Regions from separate parts of the Sus scrofa genome. Here all the other regions are linked to region 1. Evidence: chromatin contacts called from public Hi-C data. All regions are on one chromosome and are shown on one strand. Each heading gives the region's core, a stretch centred on a gene start, on an enhancer-like site or on the middle of the called end of the contact. The rest is flanking DNA. Distances are from core to core; before and after follow the strand shown.

Region 1 (3,526 bases), core at 288-2,787:
TTTCTGTGCCAGTGGGTGAACTTTTAGTTTGTTCATCCTCTACTGAGGGTGCAAAAGTCTCTTTTCTAAATCACCCCTTTATTTTGGCTTAAGGTTTGGGTTCCTCAGCCTATGAAGGCATCACCAGTTCTGATGACCACCCAACCCTCTGGTTTTCAATCCTCTTCACATTTCTTGCATCTGGGAATGCTTTTTTTGTTTCTTGTGAATTAAACTACCCTTTTTTTTTTTTGCGGGTGGGAATGCACCCAGGGCAGGTAGAAATTTCCATGCTACAGCAGTGACAATGCCAAATCCATAACTACTAGGCCACCAGAAAACTCCATCGACTACCCATTTTTTACATTATAGTTTACATTGTAGCCAGCACATCTAGACATATATAACAGAAGATTTTTCAAATTTTCTTAGCTGGAAACTTAAATAAGGCCAGATCTGAATGACCAGTTTCTTCTAGTTCTTTTATAATTATAACCAAGAACATTTTGAATTTAATTTGAAGATCTCTGCCACCCTGGTCTAGCTATAGTTAGTCCTTGGCCATTTTCATGTACACTGATAAGCATGTTGGTTCTTTTTTTTTAATCCCATTTCTAAAATTTTCTCCTGGTTTAGTGAGTATTTTATACTAATTTGGAGGATTTCTTTGATTGAAATTTTCAACAAAGTATCAAGAGAAAGCAGTATTAAATCAATGTCACCAACTGACAGTCACACTCCTTTCTGGGTAGAAAGGGACTCCTCTGTTGAACTCCTAATTCTCGGCAGATAATTACCATTCCTCTAGCTAGCCATTAAAGGTTCAAAATAAATACAAGTGTTATTACATAGTTAGTGTTGTATAAGCTACAACATGAATTACAAAATAAAAGAATTCCCAGATACAATGACGGTAAAGATTTACTCTGGGGAAAAAAAAAAAGCAGAAAACAAATAACCAAAGGTCTTCTCTGATGAAAGCTACTATGAAATCCATGCCACTACCTTTTTTTTTTTTTTTTTTCTCTTTTTAGGACTGCACCTGCAGGCTAGGGGTCAAATCGGAGCTATAGCTGCCAGCCTACGCCACAGCCACAGCAGATCCGAGCCCCATCTGCGACCTACACCACAGCTCACAGCAAAGCTGGATCCTTACCCCACTGATCAAGGCCAGGGATCGAACCTGCATCCTCATGGACACTAGTTGGGGTTTTAACCTGCTGAGCCACAAAGGGAACTCCAATACCATTTTACTGTGAATACCTTCTGCATTCAGCCAGTTAACAGGAATTCTGGAGAGCAACATTCCAGATCCAAATTTTTGAAAAGAAAAAAGCTCCTAGCTCCAAACTGTAAGAACTGTGCTTAGCTGCCATAGACAGGAATGTTACCTTGTTTGTCTTTATTTCTACCTAAGCTGTTTCCCAAGTCGTTCCCTCACCTTAAGCTCAAGGCTGCATTTCTGGCCAAACGCTCTCACTCTAAACAGGCACATGCATGATGCCCCAGACATGTCAGAAGAGGGAACAAAGTTTCTTCTGTGAACTTTGTGATCGGCACACAGTTTTTATCAAAATATTCCAACTATGTCACACATCAAAAGAGAACAAATGCAGTACATTCGGTGTGTAAGAATGCACGAGAGCAGAGCTGGGTGGACAGTGAGAAAACTCTGGATGTGGTACATGCTTTGCTGCAAGGAAAGAAGGAAAACTATGAAAAAGGATACACGTTCGTGATGAGAGCTGTGCTACAATTAAGAAATCTACTGATCACTTCGTTGTACACCTGAAACTGACATAACATCGTAAATCGACCACACTTCGACAACAACAAAATTTTTTTAAATACAGTAAACAAGAAAGAGCCACGAGGAGGTGGAATCCAAGAGACCACGCCAGCGGGAAACACTCAGGTTGAGATGACTATTTCTTCTGGCCTGGGAGGAAGCGACTGACCACGTCACCTCCTCAAAAGGTGTGAGTTCTCTAGTTCGGGCCAGTCCGTGTGGCAGCAGCATGCTCGGAGAACCCTGACGCTGTGAACGGACTCCAGATTAGGTGCTGCTTAAATCCAGGGACGGAAATCACAATTTGGTCATTTTGCTAAGTAAAGAGAAGACGTCTTCATTAAAACGTTTATGACGGGGCAGTATACAAAGTCATGAATGCTTTAAAGTGCCACCATGGAGTTCCCGTCGTGGCGCAGTGGTTAACGAATCCGACTAGGAACCATGAGGTTGCGGGTTCGATCCCTGCCCTTGCTCGGTGGGTTAACGATCCGGCGTTGCCGTGAGCTGTGGTGTAGGTTGCAGATGCGGCTCGGATCCCGAGTTGCTGTGGCTCTGGCGTAGGCCGGTGGCTACAGCTCCGATTCGACCCCTAGCCTGGGAACCTCCATATGCCGCAGGAGCGGCCCAAGAAATAGCAACAACAACAACAACAACAACAAAATAAAAAAATAAAAAAATAAAGTGCCACCTTGTTCAGATATTTACTAGGGCACAATCCCCACTCACAAGCCTTCCTGAAAAGTTGGAAGGTACGGCATCATACCTCACCGTACCTAAGTATATAAGAAAAAAAAATTAAGTCATGGGCAGAAATAAAAAAGAAAAATGTTGCTCGTCAGGATCCAAAATAAGATTTCGGGTACAGAATCCATTTCTTTCGTTATCACCGGTGGCGGAAAAGGAAAGATAAGAAATGATACTGAGTCAAGGGTGACTGGGGGTGTTCATTTGAGTTTCTGCAGAATTCTTCAAGAAGAGATAAAATGTGCTATCCAAAATTATAATGATCTAACACAACATTGTAAATCAACGATACTTCAATTAAAAAAATAAAATAAATACAATAAAATTAAAACAATCTAAAGGGGGAAAATCATCATCTAAATAAATGACTCCATGGTTAACAAATCCAACTAGGAACCATGAGGTTGCGGGTTCGATCCCTGGCCTTGCTCAGTGGGTTGAAGATCTGGTGTTGCCGTGAGCTGTGGTGTAGGTCGCAGACACGGCTCGGATACAGCATTGCTGTGGCTCTGGTGTAGGCTGGAAGCTACAGCTCCAATTAGACCCCTAGCCTGGGACCCTCCATATGCCACGGGAGCAGCCCAACAAATGGCAAAAAGACAAAATAAATATATAAACAAATAAGCCTTTAAAAAAAAATCACAAGGTAGACGTTCTGTTAGGTCCAACTTAGGTACAAAATTTAACTCCCCAAACTGTTTGCTGCTGAATTTTAGGATTAATAGTTTTGTGATAATCTTAAAAAATGTATAAGAACTGTATAAAATGTAATAAAAAAATGTATAAAAATTATATTAATAGCTGAGCTTGGATTACTAAGACACGTGAACTTTCCTGACCTCTTGTAACTCTATTCCTTAGTCATAAGCCTCTCAGAGAAACAAGGAACAGATTCATTTTTTCACTCACTCAGCCCTTCTAAATGTCAAATGAATACCAGGTTTTTGGTTTTTTTTTCTGGTCCTGGGCTACTGAAGTGACACCTCATCGATAACATAATTAGTGAAAGCA
Region 2 (3,661 bases), core at 429-2,928, 86 kb before region 1:
GAGAACTTTGGAAGAGTCTCGTTTCTTTCCTCTTCTATCCCACGTGATCTGCTGCAGTTTCCGAAAAGTAGAGATTTTTAACGAATTTAGAGTGAAATGGGCTGATATGACATTGTAGTGTATTGAATCCTTTTAAGGAGTTCCCTGGTGGCCTAGCAGTTAAGGATACAGTGTCCTCACTACTGTGGCTTGGGATCAATCCCTGAGCCGGGCACCCCTGCATACCACAGGCTCGGCCAGAAAACAGAGAAAAAAAAAAAAAGTACAACCTTGTGCTTGGCACCAACGGGCATGGAAAAGGCTGTGACTCTGAAATAGACGCAACACTTTGGCAGCACACAGGCTACACCAAAATAGCTTTCCTGGGGTCTCCAGATCCTGTCCGTACCGAACTCTGGACATCCTACCGTGCTGCTCAGAGAGGACCTCGTTGAAAGGGCACTAGGCCACAAGTCAGGAGATAAGCTTCTGGATGAAGTGGTCCAGGCTCAGTCCTGCCCCCTCTCACCTGTGCCCTGCAGGTAAATCCCTCATCCCGCCCCCTGTCCTTGCCCCAGGCTGAGGCCTCAGCTGCAGGACAAAGAGTTTAGAGTAGAGCAAACCATATGGGGGGGGGGGGGCAGGTGTGTGTGTGTGTGTGTGTGTGTGTGTGTGTGTGTGCAGGGGTGAGTAGGGACAGGTGTGTTTTGTCACAGTCTCTAGGTAGTGGGGAGGTGCGTTGCCAGGCAATTCTAATAGATGGTTTCTGCAAGAAGCCAGTGAGCAAGAGGAAGGGTCCCTGAGGTCCCCAGCAGAAGCGAAGGTTCTAGCATTTTCCCTCCACATCCTGCCTTTCCCCCACTTTCTGTTTCTTGCTTCTGTTAGAATCAGACGTGCAGTTTCTACCACAGACCCTCTGGCTCTGGCCCATGCTTGACAAGCTTCATCACCACAGCAAATTAATTGAACGCCAAGCTGCAGCCCCCAAAGCCACTCGGTGACAAACAGATCCCACAGCAAGCTAATGAGCAATCAAACTGCAACCACTGGAAGCAGCTTTATCGTCACCCATTGGAGCTGACAGCAGAGGGACACCTGCAGGGCTGTCCCTGTTCCCATCAGCCTTGCCTCTCTCTCTCTGTCCTAAAGCCCTGACTTCCAGGTTCTGCCTTCGGCGCCAGCCCCGCAGCCCCATCTGATGTCCCCTTGTTACACCGGAGGCTTTAGAAGAGCATCCGTGTGCTGCACGTGAGATGGTACCCAGGAAAAATGTCCTTCATTGGTGGGGCGGGGGGGGAGCCTCTATGGCTTCCCATTGTGGAAAGTCTGCAGTTGCAGAAGGCTGGACTGCAGTCTCCAGAGGACTGGGGACACAAAGAAGTGACTGGCTTTCCACTTAAGCAGTTACATAAATCTCTCCTGAATCACTGGCAGCCGCCCTACAGAGGAACAAGGAATGGGTACTTACCCACCTCCAAGACCAATTAGTACCCTGAAAGAATAATAGTCACTCTTGGCATCTTCGGATGTTCACGAGGTGACTCTGCTGCCACATTGCTGTGGGCCACGGGCTGCAGCTGGCTCTGCCAGTAGTAAGGATGAATTTATACCCATTCATCCATCCACACCCACGGTCAGCTCCCTGCCCTGTGACCAGTGGCAGACACTTAGGCAATGTCTGGCTGTTGGCTGCGGCCATGGAAAAGAGCAAAGCTCGAGAGTTTACACCCGGTCTGACCTGTTCTTAATGGGCAGAGGGCGAGGACAGCAGGTAGATCAGCCACAAAGCCATTCCTGGCATTTGGCAATGCTCTAATTCTTTTGGACTTGAATAACCAGAAATCACAGGCTGGTGGTGCATGGGCTCAATCAAGCCTCTGGGTATGACTTGTTTTGGCCAGAGAGAGTTTAGTTTTTTTTGTTTGTTTGTTTTTGTTTTTTTCAGTGGCCAACATCCTAAAATGGAAGTGATTTCGTACAAAAAAAAATCTGGATTCCTTGCTGTTCTTGAAAAATCAGGAGCCTTAGCAACACTTCTAATCAGCTGTCAACACCTGGAGCTGAACAGTGCTCCTTATTCAGGCGGGGCTCTTCGGTCACCGGCGCTCTACCAGGACCAGGAAAAAAAGAAATCAAAATTTCAACTATAAAATTGCTAGGTCCCCTCCAAGGGCTTGAGCAGGTGACGGGTCAGGAAGCTTAAAGGTCTTGAGCCTCCGAGGCATATCCACCTTGGGTCCCCGCCCCAGTCCCCGTTTCACCCCCAGCCCAATGTCTGCATGAGTTGCCCATCAGCCCTGTAGGCCTCAGAGGCTGTGATCTCTCTCCTGCGTGATCCTGCCGTCAGCTCCTGCCACCCTATTTCTTTCCAGGCCTGATCCAGCATAAACATCGCTGGCCTTGGCCCTCTACGGCTCGCCCCATCCTCTCTAAAACTCCCGTTGCTAAAGTGAAGGAAGATGTCATTTCTTTTAAAAGGTAGGGAGGCGTTCCCATGGTGGCTCAGCAGAAATGAACCTGATTAGCAACCATGAGGTTTCAAGTTCGATCCCTGGCCTTGCTCAGTGGGTTAAGGGTCCGTCATTGCTCTGAGCTATGGTGTAGGTTGCAGATGTGGCTTGGATCCTGCATTGCTGTGGCTGTGGTGTAGGCTGGCAGCTGTAGCTCTGATTTGACCCCTAGCCTGCGAAACTCTGTATGCTGTGGGAGTGGCCCTAAAAAGCTAAATAAATAAATAAATAAAATAAAGGTAGTAAAAAGAAGTTCTTATGCAATAAAAAAAAATTTGAAAAAAATCCATATGCTTTATATGTTCTGCCCCTTTGTGGGGTTAAAGGAGAAGGGAGCCCAAACATTTGCCTGGAATATGTATAGAAAGTGATTCCTCAACCTTTTGGAAAAGTTTAAGAAGGATGGGTATAAGTTCTTCTTTGTATGTTTGGTAAAATTTGCCTGTGAAGTCATATGGTCCTGGACTTTTGTTTGTAGGGAATGCTTTTTGTTTGTTTGTTTGTTTTGTCTTTTTAGGGCTGCACCCGTGGCATATAGAGGTTCCCAGGCTAGGTGTCTCATCGGAGCTGTAGCTGCCAGCCTACACCACAGCCACAGCAACGCCAGATCTGAGCCACGTCTGCCACCTACACCACAGCTCACGGCAACACCGGATTCTTAACCCACTGAGCAATGCTAGGGATTGAACCTGAAACCTCATGGTTCCTAGTCGGATTCGTTTTTGCTGCACCACGACAGGAACTCCTGTAGGGAGTGTTTTTATTACATATTCAGTTTCCTTTACAGTGACGGATCTGTTCAAATGATCTGTTTCTTCTTGCTCAGTTTTGGTGGGCTGTAGGTCTCTAGAAAGTTTTCCATTTCTTCAAGGTTGTCAGATTTGTTGACATATAATTGTTTGTTGTGTTCTCTTATGGTTTTTTGTATTTTTGCGGTATCCATTGAGATTTCTCCTTTCTGATTTTTTATTTTGTTTATTTGGGTTTTCTCTCTCTTCTTGGTGAGTCTGGCCAGAGGTTTGTCAATTTCATTGACCCTTTCAAGGAACCTGATCTTGGTTTTATTGATTTTGTTTCTATTGTTCTTTGAATCTCTATTTTATTGATTTCCTCTCTGATCTTTATGATTTCTTTCCTTCTGCGGACCTGCAGCAACATGGATGGAACTAGAG
Region 3 (3,595 bases), core at 159-2,658, 120 kb before region 1:
TCCAAAAATCAAGTTCCAACAGCTACTGTCACGTTCGTCCTCGCAGCGCTGGCGCTGATGATAGACATCTTCCACCACGGCTGCTGAAGGCAACCAGACCTCGATGACAGCGACAGTCTCCCCACCCCCAGTAATGTGCCAGGCACCTCAGATACGTCACTGAATCCTTGCCGGAGTCCCACGAGGCAGCAACTTCCATCCCCGTCTTAACTCAGCAAGAGGGAGGAACCCATCCCGATGGACACGGCTGAGTGGCGATGCTGAAGCTGCCTTCGCCTCCCCAGCGTGCTGTCCCAGAGCCTTAGCCTCAAGACCTGGTGTTAAGTAACACAGAGAATCCCTCCGTGTCCGAATCCTGCTAAAATACAGGGAAAAACAGCACAAGCCCCACAGCTGATGGCTGGAGACAGAGCACGAGATGGTCTGCCCTGGCATGAACTTGGCCTGTGGCATCCATCTGGGGGTGACCCTTGGTCCGATTCGAACCAAAAGAACCTGCACCCTGTGTAATCAGCATGCTTAAACAGTCAAGTGAGATATAACAGAGAATCAGCCCAGGGAAAAAGCCATCTCCTGCACCTCAGGCCACCCGAGGGACAGAGGGACGGACCCGACATGAACTAAGGAAGGTCCTGCTGGCGTCTCTCCCGGAGTCCACGTGGCCTTGGGTTCTAGCCACAAATGCCCGGGGTGGCCCATGTCAAAAAGAAACTGGCACCAGCTGACTAGGGCCCCAGGCATCATGGTGAGCACCCAGGAGCTGTTGCTTCTTCGATTGAAGAAACGTGTCCTCCAACGTCTGGGGAGGAACAGAGGCCGCTTGAGGTCCCAGGGTCCACGTGCGTGGGTGCCCGCTGGACCACTGCCTAAACCCTCCCAGAACGGAGAGGAGGAGGAGGGAGATTGAAGGGGATTTAAGGAGATTTGTTCGAGGAAAGGAAAGATTAAAGGGATTTATGGAGACCCAGCCAAAGAAAAACTCAACAAGTTAACCCCTCGAATGCTCCCAAGGGGACCCAGGCATCTACTTGTCACGTCTAATTACTGTCCACTCGGCGGCCACGTTTGAGCCAGAAATTTCTCCCGGAGACAGAGTCCTCGTGAGGCCCTCTGGGAACAAGCTCTAAAAAAGCACCATGTCCCCAGTCCCGCGGTACGCATCCGTAAGGCCACGAGAGGTTGTTATCTTTTGTGCAACGCAGAAAAGCTTTCGGCTTTTCCTCTCCAAACACAAAACATCCTGTCAGAGAAGGAGCAAGAGTTCCCATGTTTATTATTTTTCACGGAACGTTTGGGCTTTAAATTCCCACATCCAGTGAGAGAGTTACAGGCTATGTCAGCGTGCTCTTCCTGTTGATAATTCTGGAGGCAAAACCTGGCATTTTCACAGAAAGCGAGGCAAGTGCTTCGCTGCCAGCTGCTCCAATGTCCAGCCTCTCACGACCTCCCATGGCGATAGGGGAGGTGGCACTGCCAGGGCCCACTCCAGACACAAGGTCTTGGAAAGAGAGAAGCAAGCCTTAAAATCCAAGATCTCTCACGAGAAGAACCCCCAGGCCCCAAGGATGCCAGCTTAGCCTCCGAACTGTTTGCAAGCGTTTCCCAGACCACGGAGGGCCCTGCGGAGCCCACAGAGCAGGTGCTCAGAAAAATCCTTGGAAACACTGACCCACACCACCCAATCCCTCCAACCCCAAATCCTTCGAGAACCATCTCGCACCCCATGCCTGATCCACCAGCAGTCCCTACGGACTCTCCTCCCTGTGTCCAGACTCTGACCACCCCTCCCCACCTCCACAGCTGCCCCCCAGTCCCACGCCCCCCCTTCTCTCCCCCGGATGGTTTCAATGGCCTCTGAACCCACGTGTCTGTTCTCCATGCAGCCACGAGAGCCACAATGGAAACGCCCGAGTCTGCTCAGAACCCCCCAGTTCCCCATCCCTCTCACAGCAACAGCAGAGCCTCCACCATCACGAAGCCCCTCGTGAACTCTGACCTCCCCCCCCCAGCCCACCTGTCTCCCCTCAGCACCCAATCTCCGCACCCTGATCCCTTGCTTTTAGCCACACCGGCCTCCTGGAAGCAGCTGAGCCTTAAACACACCATGCCTGTGCCCGCCTCAGGCCCTTGGCCCTGGCTGTTCCCTCCGACTGGAACATTCCGCCGTCAGCCCCTCCAGATTTTTTTTTTTTTTTTTGGTACATATAATGATTTTTTTTCCATGATAGCTGATTTACAGTGTTCTGTCAATTTTCTACTGCACAGCAAGGTGACCCAGTTACACATACATGTAGACATTCTTTTTTCTCACATTCTCATGCTCCAGCATCAGTGCCTAGACATAGCTGCCAGTGCGACACAGCAGGAGCCTCCAGATCTTGATGCCCGCAGCAGCTCCTTGGCAAGGCCCTCCCTGGCTGCACTGCTTGGAGCTGCCATCGCCGCCCCCTCCAGAAAAAAATCCCCCCCCCATCTCTCTCCCTAACGTGCTCCCCAGCCTACTCTACATTTTCCCCGATTCACAGTTTTTCTTTTCTGGCTTCCTCACCAGAATGTGAGCTCCAGGAAAGCGGGCATTTGTGTCTGTTTGTTCAGTGCTGTACCCGCCCCCCTCCCCAGCCCTCCCTCCCTGTGCCTGGAATATAGCAGGTGTTCGATAGATATTTTTAAACATACAAGAGGCTGAATTTATATCATGTCTCAAAAGGGGCGGGGGGCTGAGATGTGCAAAAGTCTGACAAATTCTGCAGCCGGGATACCCCCGGGGAGAGCTCTGGGGGCTTCCCACCTGCTTCCCTCTCGGTAACATTCTTTTAAAGGCGTCCCCCAGACTCTCACACTTTGAGTTGTCCCAGAATAAATACTATTCAATCAGCCAGTCAAGCAACCTCCCCCCCCCCAAAAAAAAAGAACATCTGAGGCTGTTTCCTACCAGAGCTTTCAGATAAATCAATCCTCTGTGTCCTCGACAGGTGTATTTATGAGCAATTTCAGAACAAGGCGTGTAAGTCTGATACTAGTGGGAAAAGGCAGTGCTGGCCCTACAGAAATTTCTATTTATACCCTTCCCACAGCAGCACCCAGCAGGCGCTCATTTAATGAAAAAGACAAGCTCTTGGGCTACTGACCTTAAGTGGGATAAAACTGTCCTGAGCTGTGTCACGTTGCTACCAGCACGGCCATAAAAATGTCCCTCCAAATAGGACGAAGCTGCCCTGGCTACATTCGAAAGCTCCTGAAAAATGAGAATGTATGCCTTCGTTACCCCCACGAAGCCCCAAAACCTTCAGGTTGTGGGGGCACTCGAACCTCACCCCATCTTCCCTGACGCCTCGATTTTGCAGATGAGGGGCTCAGACCAGGAGAGGGGCATGTGGACAAATGGCCAAGCAGCCTGCAAGCCACATGCCCCACGGGGGGCTGAGCCGGACCTTGAACCCAGGCCCAAGTCCTCCGAGGTGCCTCCCACAAGCAGCAGTGACTTCCGCACAGCCTGGAGGAAAAGCCTGCATTCGCAGCCCTCAGAGGTGAGGCTCTATGTCCTAGGAGATGCTGTTTCCTCTCCTCCAGGGGAGACAAATATGAGGGGGTCTCT

The links. A called contact is a pair of places that touch in the nucleus more often than the background predicts.
Region 2: a Hi-C map of liver shows a contact between it and region 1, with 6 times the contacts expected there. The contact joins two enhancer-like sites. A contact is called at or near these places in 2 of 47 Hi-C or Micro-C datasets (liver and skeletal muscle).
Region 3: a contact with region 1 is called in a Hi-C map of liver, with 1.9 times the contacts expected there. The contact joins two enhancer-like sites. A contact is called at or near these places in 4 of 47 Hi-C or Micro-C datasets (embryonic fibroblasts and liver) and 2 of 2 datasets of contacts at active chromatin or transcription factors (alveolar macrophages and skeletal muscle).

What each region holds. Positions count from the first base shown.
Region 1 is chr10:59,737,879-59,741,404 of Sscrofa11.1, forward strand. The region is part of intron 6 of CDC123 (cell division cycle 123); the gene reads right to left. Among named protein-coding and RNA genes, the nearest start is that of NUDT5, 26 kb to the right of the region's middle. Within about 2 kb of position 1,538, at least 1 of the 83 cell types and tissues checked has an H3K27ac peak or open chromatin away from gene starts, as enhancers often do. A contact at or near this core is called in liver, where this site is marked.
Region 2 is chr10:59,651,468-59,655,128 of Sscrofa11.1, forward strand. No RefSeq gene overlaps it. Among named protein-coding and RNA genes, the nearest start is that of NUDT5, 110 kb to the right of the region's middle. Within about 2 kb of position 1,679, at least 3 of the 83 cell types and tissues checked have an H3K27ac peak or open chromatin away from gene starts, as enhancers often do. A contact at or near this core is called in liver, where this site is marked.
Region 3 is chr10:59,622,868-59,626,462 of Sscrofa11.1, forward strand. It overlaps a transcript of CAMK1D not described here. Among named protein-coding and RNA genes, the nearest start is that of NUDT5, 140 kb to the right of the region's middle. Within about 2 kb of position 1,409, at least 12 of the 83 cell types and tissues checked have an H3K27ac peak or open chromatin away from gene starts, as enhancers often do. A contact at or near this core is called in liver, where this site is marked.